Regions from separate parts of the Mus musculus genome. Here region 1 is linked to region 2. A link is a contact called in public Hi-C data. All regions are on one chromosome and are shown on one strand. Each heading gives the region's core, a stretch centred on a gene start, on an enhancer-like site or on the middle of the called end of the contact. The rest is flanking DNA. Distances are from core to core; before and after follow the strand shown. Region 1 overlaps Pcca (propionyl-Coenzyme A carboxylase, alpha polypeptide). Region 2 overlaps Pcca (propionyl-Coenzyme A carboxylase, alpha polypeptide).

Region 1 (7,371 bases), core at 3,091-5,590, 190 kb after region 2:
AGCCACTCCACATTCATAAAAGATGTGAGCGACCTTTCTTTACTAAACACAGTCTTCTGGGCATAAATTCTATAAAATTTGGTGTTCATAAAAAAATAAAATAAAACCTTAAAAAAGGAAAAGAATTTGCAGGCAGCCATGAACACAGAAAAGTGACACTGTATCCTCTCTCACATATACATGGCTGCTGGTAACTTGGCTGCTGATTACTTGGTTAAGAAAAAAAGACACTGTCTTCTCAGTTCTGGTGCCAATAAGCTAGAACTACTCTGACCACAGAGTCAGCTTTATACCCACAGCGCATTGCCAGAGCCTGTTTATCGCTAGGACTGCGGCAGATCTGAAGCCCTGGCTTTCAGCATAGTTGATATCCAACCCACAGTTCATAAGACAGCTCTCATCGTCTTAAAGAATACTATCCTAAATGCTAACTAAACTATGAGCAGTTGCTAGGTCTGACTCTCTTTTTTGTTTGTTAAATTAATGACAAAAATGTGTCACCTTGAACACATGGGGTCAAATCAAAACATATCATATACAATGAGCACACATAGGCAGATCAACATTCCCAAAGAAACTGTATAGAGAAAAAAAAAAAACAAGTTTTAACTCCCAGTTTACATACATTTTTCTAAGTAATAGCCAACTATATATCTTACTAGTAACAATCAATTAAAAAACAAATTCAATTGCCCATTCCTCCATGCATACAAAGCCTACATAACGCCACTGGCCATTTCAAGAATGAAGGCAAATGGAACTCTAAGCATAACACACCAGTGTGATCTGAAAATAAATTCACAAACTTGGAAGATCAAAGACTACAAGGAACAGCCTCATCTCTGCCCTACAAGCATGTTTCAGCCTTAATGATGTGCGTGAAAGGTGTGAATCAAAAGTTAACTCTGAAATATTTGCTCTTTCTTGTGACCAAAAAAACCCAAGATCCAAAGCTGGCTTCCCTGTGAAAATGACACATCTAGCTTTAATATAGTGAGGGAGAAAGAGGACCACACTGAAAACACTCATGCATCCCAAGTGTGAGGTGCTCAAGTCAGCCTCCACATACCTCCAGAACAATTAAAATTGCCTTTGTCAGCCAAAAAGTGGACCCTAGAAACTATAAGGCGGCTCCCAGCCTTCATTATCAATTCACCTCTCCCCTCGGCACAGCTCCCAGCCCGCCGTGTCTACCTGACAAGTGACAGCCCAATATGATTAAATGTGTTGAAGGGAGGGGACTTGTGGGCCTCCATGACAGGCCAAAAGTGATCACCATGGAGATACATAATTACAGCTGTCAACGCGTCTACTGTCCTGCTGACATCAATTTGATTGCTCCCAGCAATAATGATAGACAAAGCTTAGTGCACACTCTCCTGCCCCCAATCCCTTTATCTATTCCTTGGTCCATTTAGCTGACATGCAACATTCACACACGCAAATAACAGCAGTAAGCAGAACATTTAAGGCATTTTAATTGTTTTTTCTTTCTATGGATGGATCACAACTGCAAATGTTATTACATAAAACTCCTGCTGCAGCATTAATTGAAGAAAGATTTGGTGGGACAAAGACTGTAGGGGGTAGAGTTTGTCCATTATCACTTGGGCTTTCAACAGGTCTCACGTTTGAAAATTGCAAATTGCAAAAACTTGAGAGGGCAAAATGTTTGACATCCTGTGAGCTATTACAACATGGTGGAAACTTCTAGCAACTAGAGTAATCATTACAGCTTCTTATTTAAGACTTTTTTTTGTTTGTTTGATTAAAAAAGTGTTTAGATATGTCCCTATGACACTTGCTCTCATGTGCTATTTAGCATCACAGAATGCCTGCTCAGTCTTTACTAATTTTTTCTGCCTCCAGGCTTTGAACACAGCATGGAGTCTCCAGGCCTAGAAAGGGTCAAGTCCCTTTAGAAAGCACATGGGCAAAAATCAGCTTAAAAGTGAAATAAATCATATATCCAATAACATCTTCAAATTCAGAATTCTTCCTGTAATCTTTCACCATCTTCTTAGCAGCCATCAAACTGAATAATCCTATTCACAGATGGTACAGCCTTTTCATGCATGGCTAACATAATGTCATCTATATGTGCACTCAATACCCTGAGTAAGAGAGAAGGTGCCACCCTTGTTCTTCTGAAGCAATCGAATTGCTTAGAAAGGAAACGAACAGATGAACTATGGAATAAAATGAATGCTAGTCACTGTTTCCTCAAAGTTGGTGATACCACACAAAATGAGGCACTTTTTACTCTTTAATAAAATTCTGCTAGTGAGTTTATTTTGTGCTAGAACTTCTTGACATCTGACTATAACACAGGGCTGGATTAGTTTGGTTTTTTTGTTGGGTTTTTTTTTTTTTTTAAAGAAAAGATTACATTTTTAACACAAAAAGTCATTTCCCATTCTTAGGATTCTATGATCTTTCACAGTATAAACTATCATTTATATGATTAGATGTGTGTGAACTTACCCTGTTGAGTGGATTCTGATGTTTCTAAATACCATGAAGTACAAAAAATATTTTTATTTAACACAAGAAATGACTCCCCATGAATTTCCCTTGTCCCTCAATTTACATCTTTTAGTGTTCACATTCCCTAACATGAAAGTGTGGCATAAATCAAGGGCTGAGCCCCTCAGTTGGGATCACAGTTAATGACTTACACCAGGTAGATGTATCGGCTCTTGGTACTGGGACAGCCTCCCAATAGACGGTAAACCGAAAGACTTGTAGGGGTCCTGGAGGTTCAAAGGAAGGGAAATACAGGCTTTGAAACATAAACCAGCACAAGGAAGGTTAACAACAATGAGAAGTATTTATAGGTCTATTTTAACATACGGTATTTACCAAATCACAGATTCCAGAATACGATTGTCTCATCCTCTAGACAACTTCTAAGTATATTTAAAAAGCACACAGAACCACAAGCAGAGTTTAGCCTGACCTCCATAGTCCTTTATTGAAGTTGGTAGAATTCCAACTTTTTCTAAAATTTCTAACAATGCCTTGGGCAAAAAAATAAAATGACCTAGACTCTCTATCAAACATAGCTCAAGTTCAGAACAACAAATGCAATACAGCAAAGAAATTTGTTTTTTTTTACTTCTCCAAACAGCTCACATATGGTAAAGCTGGGAAAAGTCTTCCAGCAGAGACTCAGAAAGCCATACACACTTCTATACATGTACATGTTCTGCTTGTAAACATATGAGAGCAGAGCTGGGACGTGTGAGTGCCACTTCATATATGATCATGAGCAGTAACACTGGGTAATGTGTGGGTCTGAGTTATCTACAGATTTCAAAACAACTCACAGCCCACTTAGAGATACACTGACTCAGTGCTTTATATTGCTAATATCTTGCACCTAAAAGATTGCACAAATGTTTATGTTGCATTTCTGTTCTATCACCTGAAAAAAAAAAAAAAAGCATCTTCAGAAGCTGAGTGATTGGTATAAAGTGTCAGTTTTTGGCAAAACCTGTAATTAAAATTATAAACCAAGAGTGGAAGCTTTACCAAAAGCTTTACAGTGTAGAGCCTGTCTGTGGAATTTTGAAGGACAAAGTCAAGGACGCCCAGCTGAGGCCCTGCTGGGTCCCAGCACACTGCTACTGACTTCCCCACCCAGAAAAACACAACAATTACTTCAACTCCACTCTGTTTTCAATTGTTGCAAGTTACCTAGTGTTTTTCTGCACTGACCATGGGCTATCAAAGTCTTACTCTATCTGTGGGTTAGCCACACTGGCTGTTCCAACTTGGACATAACCCCACCTCACCCCACCCCCATCTACCATCAGAATGCATTTTACCTCAGCATAAACCCGACATTCAACTGCCCAGCCACTGATGGGAATATCCTCTTGCTTGTGCCTGAGTGGGTAACCCTTAGCAACAAGGATCATTTCTTGGACTAAGTCCAGGCCAGTAATGCACTCTGTGACAGGATGTTCGACCTGTAAAGCCAAGATTGCCATTTAATAGGTGAAGAAAAAGGCAAATAAATGTACATCAACAAGGGAATTCACAAAGGTTCAGAGTCAAGTGAAATAATTCTGCTTAACCTTTAGTAATACCTGACTAAAAATCTTCAGTGAAATACATAAAAAGAAAGAATAAATACAGCTCCACACAGATGAAGGTCAGAACCACCCTGAAAGCATGTGTAAGCTTCTCCATTACTTTTCCCAATTTCCATTAATTTGTGGTCCCACATTTAATGGTTTAGCTTTATGTTTCTTTTGCTGCCGTTCTCAGTGTAGCTGATAAATAATGCTCCTTCTGCTACACTTGCTGCAGCATCTGTGGGGAGACCGCTGGTGTTCTCAAGCCCTCATCCAGTCTGAAGCGTGCCCACTTGCATGCTTTCACTAACCTGTCCTGACAAGAAGCAAGATTAGCGTAATCTTGCATCAGTGCAGCATGGCAGGAAGCAGCAGATGGAGCCTTCAGGTTGCCTTCCCTCCAGACAGACCTGGGCAGTGCTTAGCATGCACAATAGCAGACCAGGGTGATGGGAGCACTCTGCTTTCTCAGCACACTGCTGATAACTACCTCAGCTGATGGTGCCAGGGGAGTACCTGGCCTTCCACACCAACACATGGGATACATATGTGCAAAAACACAACACTCACACACAGCCACATGAACAGATAGACATCATTATAATTTGGTTGACTGTGTAGAAATCCTTAGACTTGGGTTCAAATAAGGACATTTACAGCACTGAAAAAGAACATGTAATCTTTTATCTAAAATCTCAAGTAAGTTCTAAAATATTTTAAAAATCTTTGGCCATACCTAGTACTTTCATACCATTATTTTTCCTTTTAAAAATTAAGTTCTAGGTGTATGACACGATCATTTCATTATTGTGACATGTCACATTTCATACATGGACACAGGAAAAGGTCACTGAACAAATGAATCATCTTCTAGCTTCAGCTGCACTAATTGAAGGACAGGGCTTAGTCATTACAATAATCTTGAAGCTTATCATAACCAGACAATGCCATGGTCTTTAAAAAAAAAAAGAAAGCTTGGTTAAAAATAAACAGATGGCATCCATAATTAGCTCTGTGTGTGTTATGAGTTTGTTTACAGTTTCAACAACATTTTAAGACATTTTGACATAATTTTAATGACAAATCATTGCTAAAATAAGCATCTACCCTTTGTAAAATAAATGTGACACTAAATAAAGAACTTATTAGACAGTTTAATGCATATATATTTTAAATCAAATTGTGATGTGTTAGAAACAATATTCATAAGACACAAATGCAAAGCCCCCTGTTAATGCTCAACACCAATTCCATGTGAACAGACCATCTCAGCACCCTTGACTGATCTTAACTATAAGATGTAAACCTACTATGTGACAAAGCACAGTTTACACAACCTTTTCAAAATGAGCTTTAATTAAGTGAAAGACTCAATTTCCACTTTGAATAACCAGTACTCCAAAAGTATTACATAAAAAGTAAAAATACAGAGAGAATAGAACTGAACAGAAGCTACGAAGTATGGTCAAGTTAGTGAGTGTTGAAACTATAAGGAGACAGTGAAAATGAAATATTTAGAGAATTTTAGGGCATCTCCCTTGAGCTACTTCACTGACAATGAAAGGAAACACAGTGAGTGCGCAGCATGAAAACACTGGGCACACTTCCTCACCACAACCCATATTAGCAATTGTGGGGTACAGAAACTCATGGCATTTGCATGGTGCTCATAGAAGCTCCCCACTGCTGGAGCCGCCCCCCAGAAGGGCAAGGGTGCATCTATAAGAAGTCAATGAACTCTGAATGAAGATGTGCTATTTTTTTTTTTAAACCACCTATGCTTTTTTTAAAAGGTCAAGATTACAAATGACTAAACGGCCATGGGATTAAGAGAGACTAAAGAGAGAGCTGACTGTGGTGGTACAGACCTGGGACCCCGGCACTCAAGAAGCAGAGGCAGGAAAATCCCAAGTTCAAGGCCATCCTGAGCTACACTGGGAGAGATCAATCTCCAAAAGCAAAAGGAAACAGGAGAAAGTAAGACAAAAACAAAACAAAACAAAACAAAACAAAACAAGACAAGACAAGACAAGACAAGACAAGACAAGACAAGACAATTCAAGACAAACAAGGAATGAGTATGTGTGACACAACCCAGACTAGGAAATTTCCCCTTCTGTAGCAAGCTTTAGTGAGGTCTCTGGATAACAGCAGTGTAACAATGTCACCATCCTGATTTGGGGTTCTGTGGCTATGTAAAACTTATGCCTGAAGTTTTACTCTAAAAATGTTTATGGTAAAGAAAACATATGTGGCTCTGCATATGAACTTACAGAAAGAGCAGCTATAGACAGGGCTAGTAATGTGAGCTGAGATTCCTTTTTTCTTCTCCATCTTTACTCCAAGTCAGAGATCATTTAAAGATTTAAAACATAAGTAAACATAACACTCCTGTAAAGGACTTCGTATTTTCTTATGATGAACCATGATTGACATAACTGTACCTGGCTGGACCAGCATGTGTTCCTCCTCAGCTTCCAGATCTTACAGATTCTCATTAAGAGAAAAGAGGTGGCCATTCACAGCTGCTTATTTGTTCCATTTCTCTCTGACCTAAACTTCTAAGACTTTACTCTGAATTCACCTAATAGTTGCTAAAGCATTTTTTAAATTAGGTAACTATATCAGTAGGGCTTCTTTATCAGAAAAATAATTTGGGTAAACTAATTGTGTAAGTGTGCATGTTAACAGCAAGAGAAACCTAGTACAGATGAGAGAGGAGTCATTCCACAACTGCGCAGAGAGGACGATGGGGAAAAAGAGTCTATGTTTCTTGAAAGCAGGGATATTTGACTGTAAATTTTTAGAAGCTAGTAATCTGTGATTATACTCAGTCAAAGCAGAAACTTCCATGATTCAAAGTAGAAAGCCCAGCATTCATAATCATGGATGGCATGTTAAAATTTGCAAATCCTCCATAAGAACATGCTTATTCAAACTTAATCAGCACTTCCAGAGGAGACACCTGTGAGGAGAGGTATATGGTACAAATTTTAAATCTCTAAATAATACCATTTTAAGCTAACGTGTCTTACATAGTATCTTTAGTAAATCTATCAAGTGTGACTAGACAGGTATCAGGTAGAGATGGTCTGTGAAAGCTCTTTCCAAAGCTGAATTTGTTGGAGTCAGCCCTACCTTGAACAGGATATGAATATAGATGTCATAAGGATAGACAGGATTACCCGATAAAATAGGAGGGAACTGTCGTCTCCTATAAAACAGGGTTTCATCATAGTGCTCGGTACTATATGTCTCTGTCTCTTCCCTTGCTGCTGCTCTCACCTAG
Region 2 (7,623 bases), core at 1,868-4,367:
TCATAAAGAAGGTGAGTGTGAAGCCAGGAACTCTGGCTTCAGGAGTACTTACAGCAGGCCCTGTTCTCTGTACACATTCTGCAGCCATTCTCCAATACCCACACTGAATTGATAATGGGTGCTTTTAATCTGAGAGCTCCCTGCCAAGCAAGACTGGGTTTAGGCTCTTGTTGATCACTGGCTTTTCCCAAGCAAACTTGCTGACCACATAATGAAAAGTAGGAAGGGCAACAATAATGCCAGAAGACTGTATTTATTAAGAGGTAAGAAGGCTGCACTTGCACTGCCTTGCTTACCAGTTAAGCAATCATAAGTGGGTAAATAGAGCTAGGATGGAGCAAATGGGGGCAGCCTCCCAGGCAAGAGCTGACCCACACCTTCTGCCCATCTTGGTCTTAGATGTCAGAAAACTAGGATTGAAGGTAAATACCCTCTTATGAGGACAAAAAAGCACAAATGTGATGCTCTAATTATAGCCACAATTAGAACTGGCAAGCTGGGGCTGGCAGTATATAGACTGGGTGGCTTCCAGAAAAACAAAACAAACAAACAAGAAGAAAGAAAGAAAACCCCAGAGGGTAGAGGTAACCACAACCACAACAACAAAAAGCGAAAAAGGAAAAAGAAAAAGAAAAAAAAAAAAAACTTCACTGCTCACTAGCCTGCACATTTAGATACAAGATTTCACTGACTGCTCTGATAATATCTGATAATACAATGTGCATTTGTGCCTGTTAATGCCAAAACCAGTGAAGAGCCCATTTCCACCCCCCAATCCTGTATGAAAACCCTGGGAGCTCTGCAGCACTGCACAAGTCAGCCTCTAACTTTCACACCTCACCTCTCCCACCATCGCCTACCGCTGACCTCAGGTACTGCTGTCTGCAGGAACATCCGTGAAAGCAGCTAGGCAGAACTACCTGGCCCTTTGTGTTTTCTACAAAAGTAGATAGCTCTCCTGTATCACCAGGGGAAGATATTTTTAAGTCAGTTTCCCAGTTGAATGTTAATTGGGAACTAATGAACAATCCAACTTGATCATTCTTATTCTGTATTTTTCTAGAAGCCAATGTCCCCTCCATGGATTTTTCTAAGTGTTAACATGATGCTCTATCTGTATTAATAAAAAAAAAAATCAGGTGCTATCTCAACATAATGATTATAGAAAATTAGGCAAAGTCCAGTGGCTTCAGTCAGATTCACAGTAGAATTAGCACATAGCCCATGAAAGTGGTTCCACAAGTACTTAAGGGCCTCTGGGAATCTCCCAGTTGCATTTTCAACCATTTTTTACTTTTGCTTCTAAGCAGCTGATTGAAGAAAAAGAAAGAGAAAGAGAAAAAGAAAAAGAAAGATGTATGTATCCTACACATTTGTCCACAGCAAGTTATGGGACTGAGCAGATAAGGGATATAATATAGCTCTGCTATTAAAAAGTCAAGAATAAAGCTTCCAGTTATGAATTTCACTTTCCACCTTACAACAGTGGGCTGATTTTGAACAGATTATAGGATTAAGGCTTCCTTAATTTTCCTCCCCAGTTAGACATTTAGTTCAGAAATCCTGCAACTAGAAACCCCTGTCAGGGTTAATATGTTCTGGCATGAATTCCTCAAGCATGCTTCATATCTAGAGGGCCAGGGAATAAGGAACAATGCAAAGTAAATGTAAATTTTACAAATTTGAGAAAGAAGAGAATGTCTGTCCTCATTTCTATTCCACGCCCCTACACCCCCACCCCTACACACACACAAGTTGGGAGGAGGCACTGTCACCCACACAACTCAGATGTGAAGTAGGTATACAGAGTGAATGCACACCTGTACCATGAGCGTCCTGTGGGTTAGAAGAGGCCACTGGGAGCGTGCTCCTGTCGGTGCCATTGTTCTGTAGGGGAAGTCTGAGCCCAGCATATCCCTCACACAGAAGTACTCTTACCATGTCTCCAGGCTTGACAGAAACGGCCACCACCACTCCAGGCATCGGGGAGCACAGAGTGCTGCTGGTGTCCTTGGGCACTTTTTCAAGCATGAATTTGTTCAGCTCTGCAGCAAGCTTGGTTAAAATGTGCACTTTGTACTTGAAAGAGAAAAAGCACAACAGAGGTCAAATGACGAATATCATCTAAAACAGCACTTATTCAAAATCTGCTTTTAGCTTTAAACTAAAATTACAATAATATCCTTTAAAGTCAAACATTCTAAAACCCTCCACATAACATTATTCATAACGGAGACAGGTTTTTTAAAGGAATTACTCATGATTAATTAGTGATATATAAAAAAGTATCACAGATCTTTAAGAAAACCATCTCAGAACTTTGTAAAGGAAAACAGTAAGGATTTTGCTTGAGGAACACTGCCGAGTGAGTGAGAGATCGAGCAGTGCAAAGCAGAGGAACCAGATCCTTTGAGTCCCTCAGCCTCAGGGAAAAGGCAGTGACACCGAGTGCATACCAGTAGATGGCAGCAGATTGCTGTCGCACGCCTCCCACACCTCTGAAGCAGCTACACCATGTAGATTATTAAATAGAGACAAAGGCTTCAGTGTTCATTTTGAGAAAAGAAGAGAAAAGTCCTTAACGTTCAAATATTTCTCAGTGACATAAAATGTTATATTCACATCAAAATGTTTTTCCTTTTAGGCACATTACCATGTAGCCTTTTCTCATATGACAAGCCAGCTAGTAGAAAGACAAGATGTAATGAGAATATCTTTTGGGCCGAGATATGATAGCACCAAGATTTGTAAAACACGGAAAATGCCAGGCACATCAGTTTTCATGGCATAGCAAAGGTGGATGGCCAACAAGTCAATCTTAACATTTCTAATACAGACAATACCTACTGGACAGGAAACATCCCAGATAAATATATGAACCACGATTCGCTCTACCCAAACAGAAAATAAAACGCTTTGAGGTAGGGAATTGGTTTCTGGTTCCCACCAGATCCGGTCTCTCTGGGGAGGACAGAAGCAGCACCCACTGGGCAGCTCCATTTTGTTGGAGGAAAGCTGCTGTAACTCAAAGCCTCCTGTGGGCATCATGCTGGCAGGGAGGCCGAGGCAGAATCTGATTCCCACTTTGATTCTGCCTGGGGACAGTGGCACTCTCCAAGTGGCTCTTTACAGGGCCTATTTAAAGCAGGTGGGGGAGGCCCCACAGAAGAGCTTTGATAGCCTAGGTTCCAAGCAGATTTTCGACACTGTGACAGGTTGAATAATAACATCTTCTGGGTGTTTCTTTACTCCTGAGTGTGTGTTTTGCAATCAAGACATAGAAATGTCTGCCAGTTCCTGAAGGATATGATCCTTAAGTGAAATTACAGCACAAATAAAAGCTTTTTGCTCCTATTAAAATTCATCTGAGTCATAAATGACAAGGGAAAAGCAGGCTGCTGTCAGTCTGACGACACCCTGGGCAGAGGGACTACGCATCACCCATGAATTGTACTTCCAAGGCCCTCATTAAATCCTTGGGAACCAAGGGGGGACATAATTGGGCCAAATTGCACAGTTTTAGTATCTGTGCTCTATCTCCCTTGGAACAGAAAGTCCGGCAGCACTAGAGGCTCGTGTGTACCGGGCAGTAAGTCCAGCAGCACTAGAGGTACGTGTGCATCAGGCGGGTTTCATTTCTAGCAGCATCACTAGGGTGTCACTACTACGTGACCAGCTGGCATTCTGCCCCAGGGATTAGTTTTCACTGTAGCATTCAGATCTATTTTCCCCCTGGTTTTCTTTAACTTCAAAATATGAATTTAGGAAAAGTATATACTGAGAATACAATTTAACAGCTTTTCACCACAGCAAATAGGCTTAAGAACCAATACTTCAGCTATCTCACAACTAAGCCTCAATGTGAACAAAGCTAAGGCTGTCTTCAGACCATTTCTCCTGAGAGGCCCAGATCCTGACAAAAAACTGGGTCCCTTACTATTTTTATAACTTTCATATCTTCTAAATTCCTTTCTCTGTAGGGCCCCTGCTTTGCTTGGAAAGAGATGTAAAAGAGTCCAAAACTCAGTGCTTCAGACACAGCCTTTGTTATTGATGAGATGTTCCTTTCCCTTTTGTATTTGTTTATTGTTCTTAAATCTGTTTAGGAATAAATGACTTATTGTAATCACAAGTGAAAAATAACAAGGAGTGGATGCCTCAGGAGAGGTCTTGTTGAACATGGCTGACTCAGAAGTGACCTTTCTGATTAGGAAAAGAAGAGAGAGAAGCTACACTTCTTAAGGATACCTTTGATGTTGTCCTGATTATCACAGGCCATCTTAAAACAGCCTCTTGTCGGCCCTGCAGTTTGTATGTAGAGTCAAAAGTCTGAACCGGCCTCGTTGGTGCCGCACATGGGCCCATCCAAGAAGACATCCTAGTTACAACCATAGATGTTTCCTAGTGCCTGCTCTCCAAAAAGGGGGCCACTGCAGTCTGCACTAGGACTTACAGAGCTTAGCATCTGAACTGGGACTCATTGTTTTCTCTAGATTCTTGGGGAGAGGTGCAGTTAGCTAGCTGAGGATTCAGGAAAGGGTCTTTCTAGCAATAGCAGAGCTCAAGTCTACTTCTATGATGGGCACTTAAGTGTTTTCAGATACTGTAACTACGTAAGTTCAGGGGTGTGTCTGTGTTCATGCAAAGCACAGTGTTGATGTTTAAAAGGCTGGCTGCTAACAGAGAGAAGTATAATCATGAAGGAGGACAGTTTTTCATTCCGTGTGGGTCCAGAAGAACCAGGGTATGGTGGTGAAAAGGTCCATAAAGGTCAGCTCTGGACTCAGTAGTAAAACCACTTCCCTCTACTGGTTTTAGGAAGCTGTCTCCAAACCACTGTCATGGGAATGGAAAGTTTAAAAAAAAAAAAAAAAAAAAAAACACCTCACCAGGTAAATTAGAAAACAGGCTCTCTCTGGGAGCAGTTTAGATGGCTTCTTAACCCAAATGTGATAATCATAGAAGGTATTTGACCCAATTATGTAAAATCGCCCCCCAAGCCAAGACTCCAAACAAATCCATTTTATGCTGTCTATAATGTAAAAACATATCTAGTGAGAAAATGTCATCCAAACATTTAAAGAAAAGAAAGAAGAATCAACAGCAAACATGGGAGATACAATGAGAACACTGCACACAGCGGGCAGTTAGGAGGAGGGCCGTGGGACCAGCATAGGACCCACTGTGGCTTTGGGAGAGAGTGCAGGGTAGAACAGGAGAGGTTTCCAGAGTGATATGCTCTGCTGACTGCTACATCCTGCAAGCGGGCTGCCCACCTGTGGGAGAACATGCCTCAATCTATTGATTATATGCACGATTCTCAGTCAGCAGCTTTGGACAGAGAAGCACTCCATCCATGTATGATCAGCTCCAACCTGATGGGCTCTGTTATTTGTCTAGTACTCGAGGCAGGCCCCCTGATGGAGATTGAAGTCTGTGAATGCCTTTCCAAAGCCTCTACATATACAGGTGATTTTTCAAGCCATATACACAGAGTTTCCATGATTCAAGGGTGTGGCCTTTGAATATGAAGTCCAGTCTGCTTTACACAGCCTTCAGCTGCAGTTTCAGAGCCTGTGAGATTTCTCTTGGAGAAGGGCTGAGCTCCAATTTCCCTTCTAACTCATTCGTCCAGGTCCAATTATGAGCTCCATAATTGATTTGATTTTTTTATGTCAGCTGTTGCCCATTAGAGCAACATTAGTCAACATTAGAGTCATAGGTCAACAATCCAGCTTTTCTCTGAGTTATCTGGAAAACTCAAAGTTATCAAGCATTGGCCAAAAACTATATCCACCCCCTTCCTATTCCCAAATGTACTGGCAGATACATTTTTCAAAGGCTGTCTTCCTATTCAAAGTTCCTCACCTCCTCCCACCTCACTCACCCTCACCCCTTCAGTCTCTACTTGTAAGCCTCATCTTCATTCACCTGACGTGAGATCCCCTAAAGCCCTAAGTCAGTCAGGGGAAAATCAGCACGAAGGTTTTGGAAATGATAAAAATGAGGCGTGTCTTCAAAATGCCAGCTCAGCAGAAAGGCAGGAGAACTATAAGCTATAACGTAAGCCACACCATGGACTTGGAAGCCATCAGTGTGTTCCTTGTCCCAGTTCTTTGTAGAAAAAGCACATGTTTACACGAGGGAAAACAACAGTCTGAGCCACGGACTGCACCTGTTTCTCTCCTTGAACCCAGAGCCTATTAGCTAATCTTTTGAAAGAGAAATCTCCAGAAAACATACTGAAAACACACAGACCAGGAGCTGGTAGCTTCTTCATCAAGGTTCAGTCAGCAACCAAGGTGGAAGGAGGAGGCTGCAGCTAAAGCAACAGGCCAATACCCAGCCAGCCCAGTCTCAGCCCAGGCTTCCTGCAGCTGCAGTGGTGGCTCAGCCTGTTAGCATAGTTCTGTGACAACTCCATCAGTGCAGTCTCAAGGTAGCTGTCAATCAGGATGCATCATTTAATCCAACAGCACTCGAAGGACTTTCTCCTCCAACCCACATGACAGCATAGCTACAGCTCTATTTATATCAGCGCCCAGTTGTGTTTACAATGCTGCAGTAATTAGAGAAGATGCAACAGGCAGCAATATTCCTGAGATTTCCATTTTGCAGCATTACCCTATAAAGTGTGATCCTGCTTCACAGAGTCATGCTAAATGACAAAAGGCTATTTTCTTCAATCTCCCAGCCCCGACAGCACTTCATTTGCAGCTATCTATAATTAGATTAATGGTGTAGTGCAGTACAAAGCGGACCCACTTCACATCAGATAGCTTATGAATTAGGACAAACACTTATTTCAATTCCAGGCAGAGAAAGCAATGACTGGGGTGTTTAGCATACCCTTTATGGTGGAATGAGATGTTAATTGTGTACCATTACCTCTAAACTGCTTGCTTGTTGTATAAATCACTGTGCTAATTGATGCAGAGATAGAAATGTAGCCACAGGCAAGAAAGCAAAGGAATGAGAGCTGAAGATGGAGGATAAGGGATTATCGAGGAAAACCATATGGAGACAAGGTTCCTTTGAAACCTCTGTTTTCTGCCTATGAACAGGAATCCTTCAAGTACAGCAATAGACAAGAAAAAAAAAATAACTTTACTTCTTACAAACACAATTTTCTTTTAAAAGTTCTGCCTGTCAAATATCGAGTATGTTGAATGAATCTGAAAATGCATTTATAAATCCCAGAATGTGTGGGCCAGCCAGGACATCTGGACTATAACTCATGGTTAAGGAGAGTCCCTTCTGAGTTACTTGATGCATGTGCTTCTGACCCACCCACAAGGCAAAACTCAAGTTTTCTGAGGGCCTGAAATTCTTCTCCATATTAGGAGGAAAAAAAAAAAAAAACTAGACTGGTTTAGATCTGTCAGGCTAATTACACAGAGAGAATGAATCAAACAGAACATGATCATCTGCCACTGATACAATAACTAGAACCACTGATACAGTAACTAGCCACTGATACAGTAACTAGAGCCACTGAAACAGTAACTAGCCACTGATAGAGTAACTAGAGCCACTGATAGAGTAACTAGAGCCACTAATAGAGTAACTAGCCACTGATACAGTAACTAGAGCCACTGATACAGTAACTAGAGCCACTGAAAC

The links. Hi-C and Micro-C count contacts between places; a contact is called where the count stands out from the background.
Region 1: a Hi-C map of the N1E-115 cell line shows a contact between it and region 2, with 5 times the contacts expected there. The contact joins two enhancer-like sites. A contact is called at or near these places in 2 of 15 datasets of contacts at CTCF or cohesin (CD8 T cells and pro-B cells), 13 of 484 Hi-C or Micro-C datasets (the HL-1 cell line, the N1E-115 cell line, brain and 7 more), 1 of 115 datasets of contacts at active chromatin or transcription factors (neural progenitor cells) and 3 of 9 other capture datasets (embryonic stem cells, liver and pancreatic islet).

Annotation. Positions count from the first base shown.
Region 1 is chr14:122,681,485-122,688,855 of GRCm38.p6, reverse strand. Pcca (propionyl-Coenzyme A carboxylase, alpha polypeptide) reads right to left here. Exons shown (of 24, transcript NM_144844.2): 13 at 3,831-3,974; 14 at 2,679-2,753. Among named protein-coding and RNA genes, the nearest start is that of Gm46487, 55 kb to the right of the region's middle. Within about 2 kb of position 4,340, at least 22 of the 459 cell types and tissues checked have an H3K27ac peak or open chromatin away from gene starts, as enhancers often do. A contact at or near this core is called in the N1E-115 cell line, cerebellar granule neurons, cerebellum and 1 more, where this site is marked.
Region 2 is chr14:122,871,220-122,878,842 of GRCm38.p6, reverse strand. Pcca (propionyl-Coenzyme A carboxylase, alpha polypeptide) reads right to left here. Exons shown (of 24, transcript NM_144844.2): 22 at 1,939-2,079. Among named protein-coding and RNA genes, the nearest start is that of Gm46488, 36 kb to the left of the region's middle. Within about 2 kb of position 3,117, at least 23 of the 459 cell types and tissues checked have an H3K27ac peak or open chromatin away from gene starts, as enhancers often do. A contact at or near this core is called in the N1E-115 cell line, cerebellar granule neurons, cerebellum and 1 more, where this site is marked.